Linked DNA regions of Mus musculus: region 2 is linked to region 1. A link is a contact called in public HiChIP or PLAC-seq data. All regions are on one chromosome and are shown on one strand. The core of a region is the stretch at or near the end of the contact, and the rest is flanking DNA. Distances in the headings are between cores, read along the strand shown.

What was found. HiChIP or PLAC-seq counts read pairs in DNA pulled down with a chosen protein or histone mark.
Region 2: a FOXA1 HiChIP or PLAC-seq map of pancreatic cancer cells shows a contact between it and region 1. The contact joins the promoter of Krtap4-8 here to the enhancer-like site in region 1. A contact is called at or near these places in 19 of 39 promoter capture datasets (the 3T3-L1 cell line, the C10 cell line, the HPC-7 cell line and 9 more), 2 of 15 datasets of contacts at CTCF or cohesin (both in the NIH/3T3 cell line), 3 of 484 Hi-C or Micro-C datasets (adipose-derived mesenchymal stem cells and cortical neurons), 2 of 115 datasets of contacts at active chromatin or transcription factors (embryonic stem cells and pancreatic cancer cells) and 1 of 9 other capture datasets (macrophages).

The regions. Positions count from the first base shown.
Region 1 is chr11:99,471,077-99,473,865 of GRCm38.p6, reverse strand. No RefSeq gene overlaps it. Among named protein-coding and RNA genes, the nearest start is that of Krt23, 21 kb to the left of the region's middle. Within about 2 kb of position 1,260, at least 45 of the 459 cell types and tissues checked have an H3K27ac peak or open chromatin away from gene starts, as enhancers often do. A contact at or near this core is called in the NIH/3T3 cell line, the SN4741 cell line, adipose-derived mesenchymal stem cells and 2 more, where this site is marked.
Region 2 is chr11:99,779,257-99,781,956 of GRCm38.p6, reverse strand. It overlaps Krtap4-8 (keratin associated protein 4-8), which reads left to right and starts at 1,314. Exons shown (of 1, transcript NM_001085547.2): 1 at 1,314-1,943. The coding sequence starts at 1,314. The coding sequence ends at 1,943.

The DNA.
Region 1 (2,789 bases), core at 11-2,510:
ATGGAACTTTCCAGAAGTCTTGGTTCAACAGAGACAGGTGAAGCATCAAAGAGAAAGAAGCTAAGGTTTGCCCTCCTCAGAAGCTGAGGTCTGCCCTCCTCAAAGACCATAGAGAATAAAGCCACTTCCCCTGTGTTTTCATAGCTGCCCTCTCTGCCCTGTCCCATGAGGGGACAAGCAGTGGTTGACTCTAGCCTGAACAGGAGAGAGAACGCCTGCTCCTCCCAGAGCATGCTGGGATGTCCAAGTGGATTCTTATCTTTGAGTTTCAATTGCTTCCGACTGTTTGCCTTCCTCATTCCACAGACGTTAATAATTTCCCTATAAATATTCATCGCTCTCAGTGTCACACAGATGGAGTTTCATCGCAGGGCGATCCATTTCAACACAGGCAGCCTCCACCTGGAGGGTAATACCATTCAAGGATGAGATGATCGTGACCCTCAATGACTCCCAGTTACATTAATCAGTTGTTAATACCTTGGGATTAAAAACTCCTTCATTCTGGGCTAGACTCTTACGATCTTTAATCAATAAATGCTTTTAGAAGTGGGAACAAAACACCCATGGAAGGAGTTACAGAAACAAAGTTTGGAGCTGAGATGAAAGGATGGACCATGTAGAGACTGCCATATCCAGGGATCCACCCCATAATCAGCATCCAAACGCTGACACCATTGCATATACTAGCAAGATTTTATCGAAAGGACCCAGATGTAGCTGTCTCTTGTGAGACTATGCCGGGGCCTAGCAAACACAGAAGTGGATGCTCACAGTCAGCTAATGGATGGATCACAGGGCTCCCAATGGAGGAGCTAGAGAAAGTACCCAAGGAGCTAAAGGGATCTTCAACCCTATAGGTGGAACAACATTATGAACTAACCAGTACCCCTGAGCTCTTGACTCTAGCTGCATATGTATCAAAAGATGGCCTAGTCGGCCATCACTGGAAAGAGAGGCCCAATGGACACGCTGACTTTGTGTGCCCCGGTACAGGGGAACGCCAGGGCCAAAGGGGGGGAGTGGGTGGGTAGGGGAGTGGGGGTGGGTGGGTAAGGGGGACTTTTGGTATAGCATTGGAAATGTAAATGAGCTAAATACCTAATAAAAAATGGAAAAAAAAAATTGAACCTTGAAAAAAAAAAAAAAAAAAAAAAAAAAAAAGATTGGGGGGGGGGGTTAGCATATGCCCTGGAGTGTTCGTGTTTCCTGGGCATGCTGATTTCCTGACTCGACAACGTGTCTGAGTTCATTCCTGGATGTGACTCATCCCTTCTCACTTACTATCTCATCACCACTGCCTGTCACATCTTTTTAAGGAGGATTAGAACATTTCCAGAACTTTCCGTTGAGATCATTTAAAAAGGAAAAGAACATGCCCCTGCTGTAAGGTAATGGGCTGGTTTAACTCAGTTGAGTTTTCTCTACCATCTCTGTGCATGGCTCTGTGTGTCTACATCAGTTTAATCATCCCAGCACTCACCAAAAATCTCCCTCTGAATTTTAAATGAGAATTCATCTAATGAAATTATGAATCATTTCAAGAAGACTACCGGTCTATGCTAGTTTCAAGATACATGTATACAACACAACCCAACACTCATACACATGACATAAAAATATATACATACTAGAAAAATATTAATAACTAACCATGGCTGGGAGGGTGACTCATTTGGTAAAGCACTTGCCTTGCAAGCACAAGAGCCTGAGTCCAGCACTCATAAAAATTCCAAGTGCGGTAGCACATGCTTGTGGGGAAGAAGAGAGTGTAGGATTCCAGGGCCTCTGAGTCTAGCTAAACTAAGCCTCATTCGTGAGCTCTAGGCCAGTGAGAGATCCCACCTCAAAAGCTGTGTACGGTGTTCCTGAGGATGTCTTCCGTTGCTCTCCAGTGTCCACACACGTGTGCATAACCAAACACACAAGCACACCTGCTTGTACGCATGTGCCCAGACCCAGATGATTGTGGGTGTGCATATGCACATATGTGTACCTTTAAAAGCCTGTGAGCCCTTCATCTATGTTACACATTGACTTCGTGTAACACGGCCATAGCCATGCACGACTTCATTGTCTGCACTTTGCAATCTATGAAACCGAGGCTCAGATGGAGCACGTTGACGTGCCTGGGATCCCTTAGTCATAAAATGGTGGCTCCTGAATTTGTGCCCAATGTGCTTCTGCTTTATGCCACAAGAGTCACAAACGATTTCCAAAGAGTTGTGAAAAAAAAAACTAAACATGCATCATGCAGTTTAATGGACATTTGCTAAATGTGTTTTTTTTTTTATCTGAAATGTGAAGCCAGGATGGGAAATCTGAGTTTTCAGATTTGAAGGCAGCTGGACTCCCATATTCCAGTGGTGATCAGACCTGATCTTATTGACATCGTACCAGCACTGTATGTGTGAGTCGGATAATCAGGACCAAAGAGTGACAGGATATTATAACCGTCTCACTACCCAAAACTTGAAGCATTCATGCAATGCTGTCTACAGACACGATCTCTTAACCTGAAATTAACAGCCCCTAAAATTGCATCCATTCTTACTAGGGAAACTGACTTCCTCCCTGAGAATTGGCAAATGTCAAACCTAGAGGGTGTCACACCTCAGATGTGTGCCAAGTTAGACCACACACCACTCCTAGTTTCTAGAATCCTCTCTGCCACATACCGAACCCCAAGGATCAGGGAAGATGAACAGAAGGAAGTAATAATGACAGATCACTATTGCCCCAGATATTTTCAACAGCCATTAAGGCAGAAATATTTTATTCGGTCTTAT
Region 2 (2,700 bases), core at 65-2,564, 310 kb before region 1:
TCATTGTTTATACATACTACCTACTTTACAACTACAAGCCAAAGAAAACACAAAGAGAACAAATGTTTGCTAAGCAAGTGTGGTAAAAATTTACGAAATATGCTTGGTCATTAAATGGTCTTAATTAAGACTTTTAATGATGTCACCACATAGCTACAGCAAGTCTCTGCCTGTTTTTATACCAACAGACCATGAATAATGTACTGGTAACATTCCTCATTTTTAGAAGGCCTAATCACCTGGACACTTGGGTGGGATCTTTTGCACTCTTTAAGTCATTAATGTATCCTGACTATAAATAAATAATAGCCGATAGCCTTTCATATAGAAGTTTCCTTTTAAAAATTACTCATTCTTTTTCCATTTTTTCATAGGATGAAGGATGAAGTCAAGTTTACTTACTTGAGTAGAGACAGGTGACACAGGAGATCCAGAGCCAAACAGAGCACGAGGCACTAAATTGATCATCTAACTGAAGCTACAACTTAGAAAAGAAAGAGCTTGGATCTGGAGTTGCTATCAAAGTAAGACAACTAGGCTAGCGAGACAGAGGTGGGGGGGAATCCCACATGGCAGAAATAAGGTGTGTGGTTTTGAGGCTGAGTTGTGCTATAGTCCATGTCTCCTAAGACATGCTGAAATTGAGTGTTACAGTTTTCTCTCTGAAAAAAAAAATCAAAATTTCATCATTTAGTTTTCTACCTAAAATTGTTCTGTGTTTCTCATTGAACAATAATCTATAACGTAAACCTTAGTCCACATGGGGTAGGAGATATGGCTTAACAGGCTCCCTATTCTCAGACCACTGGCATTTCTGTGGTCAAACGTTCTGTTCCCGTCTGACCCATTATGGATGAGCCATCAGTATGATAAAGTTTTATTCTTCTGGGTCAGCAGAAACAATTATGGACCTGTAGTCCCAATGGTTATCTAAGGATAGACAGTAGAGCTGTCTAATATGAGGCTGAATCATAGAGTAACTAGAAATATGATGTCATGGGACAATTGTTTGGAAGAAACTAAAGCAAGAAAGACACTTCGAAGATGGTTCAGCGAGAGCTGATGATGACTCTTACCACCAGGAAAAGAAACTGGGCTCCCCAATTACCTTCATAATTTAGTTAGGAAAAAAATCCCCTAATTTGGGAGTCAACTGTTTATTAACACAAACAATAACAAGCAAAGAATGCTGCATGTGAGGACAGCAACCACTCAGCAGGGTATAAAAGGGGACATGGGCAGGGAGACTCCCACTTCCAAACCTTCCAACCCACCTTGTTGTAAACCTACCAAGAACCTCCACCTCTAACACCATGGTCAGCTCCTGTTGTGGCTCTGTCTGCTCTGAGGAGGGCTGTGGCCAAGGCTGCTGCCAGCCCAGCTGCTGCCAGACCACCTGCTGTAGGACCACCTGCTGCCGCCCCAGCTGCTGTGTGTCCAGCTGCTGCAGACCCCAGTGCTGCCAGTCTGTGTGCTGCCAGCCCACCTGCTGTCGCCCCAGCTGTTGCATTTCTAGCTGCTGCAGGCCTTCCTGCTGCCGCCCTAGCTGCTGTGTGTCCAGCTGCTGCAGGCCTCAGTGCTGCCAGTCTGTGTGCTGCCAGCCCACCTGCTGCCGCCCCAGCTGCTGCATTTCCAGCTGCTGCAGACCTTCCTGCTGCCGCCCCAGCTGCTGTGTGTCCAGCTGCTGCAGGCCCTCTTGCTGCATCTCCAGCTGCTGTCGCCCCTGCTGTCGTCCCTGCTGTGGTAGTTCTAGCTGTTGTGGATCCAGCTGCTGCCGCCCCACCTGTTGCATTTCTAGCTGCTGCAGGCCTTCTTGCTGCCGCCCCAGCTGTTGTGTGTCCAGCTGCTGCAGACCCCAGTGCTGCATCTCCAGCTGCTGCCGCCCCACCTGTTGCCAGACCACCTGCTGCCGCCCAGCATGCTCTAGTGGCTCTTGCTGCTGAGAACCATCACCCACAGTCTCCTGTTCTTCATCACCCCACCATTCCTATTGTAGACCATTTGTGAGCTGAACCCAAGATGCCAGTCAAAGGCTCTATTCCAACTGATAATGATTTTGGGTCCCAAATATATTGTCCCTATTCCTGCATGTTTATCAACTGTCTCTAAAATAATCACAAGTTTACATTTTCTCCTAAATCTGTAAAGTTTGGCCTTATCCCCATAGACAAATTTGTTCTTTACCATATTCCTAAAAATGGACATTCTCTTATATATTAAATAAATCTGAATTTTGTAGGCACACAAATATATATCTTGTCTCTTTATTTGTCCTCTTAGATTATTTTCCTCATCTATCAAGTTCTGAAGCTGATTTTTTAAGTACAAAGACAGGTGTGCCAACACTGCCCCCATGGCACAGCTCCTCCTATACAGATAGATGCTTTCATAGAACAAATGCATGGTCCTCTGTGCTGAGAACTTTCTCTGGTTGAAGAGGCAGCAGTAGGTAGGAGATTGAAGAGTTCTCATAGTGAGGGGGTAGGGTGAGCACAAGCCCTTACTCACTCAGTCGAGTGACCATGCATCCCACAGCTTTCCCTGGGTCTTCGGTGGCATGAAACCCAGCTGCTACTGGAGGTGTTCTGCTCACACCTGTCCTGCTGACTTATGTCCCCAAGGACAAGCAGCCTAACACCTGTGTTCCCAACCCCAGTGTCCCTTCCCTCTCACAGAGCTCTAATGTACTACAGAGAGTTC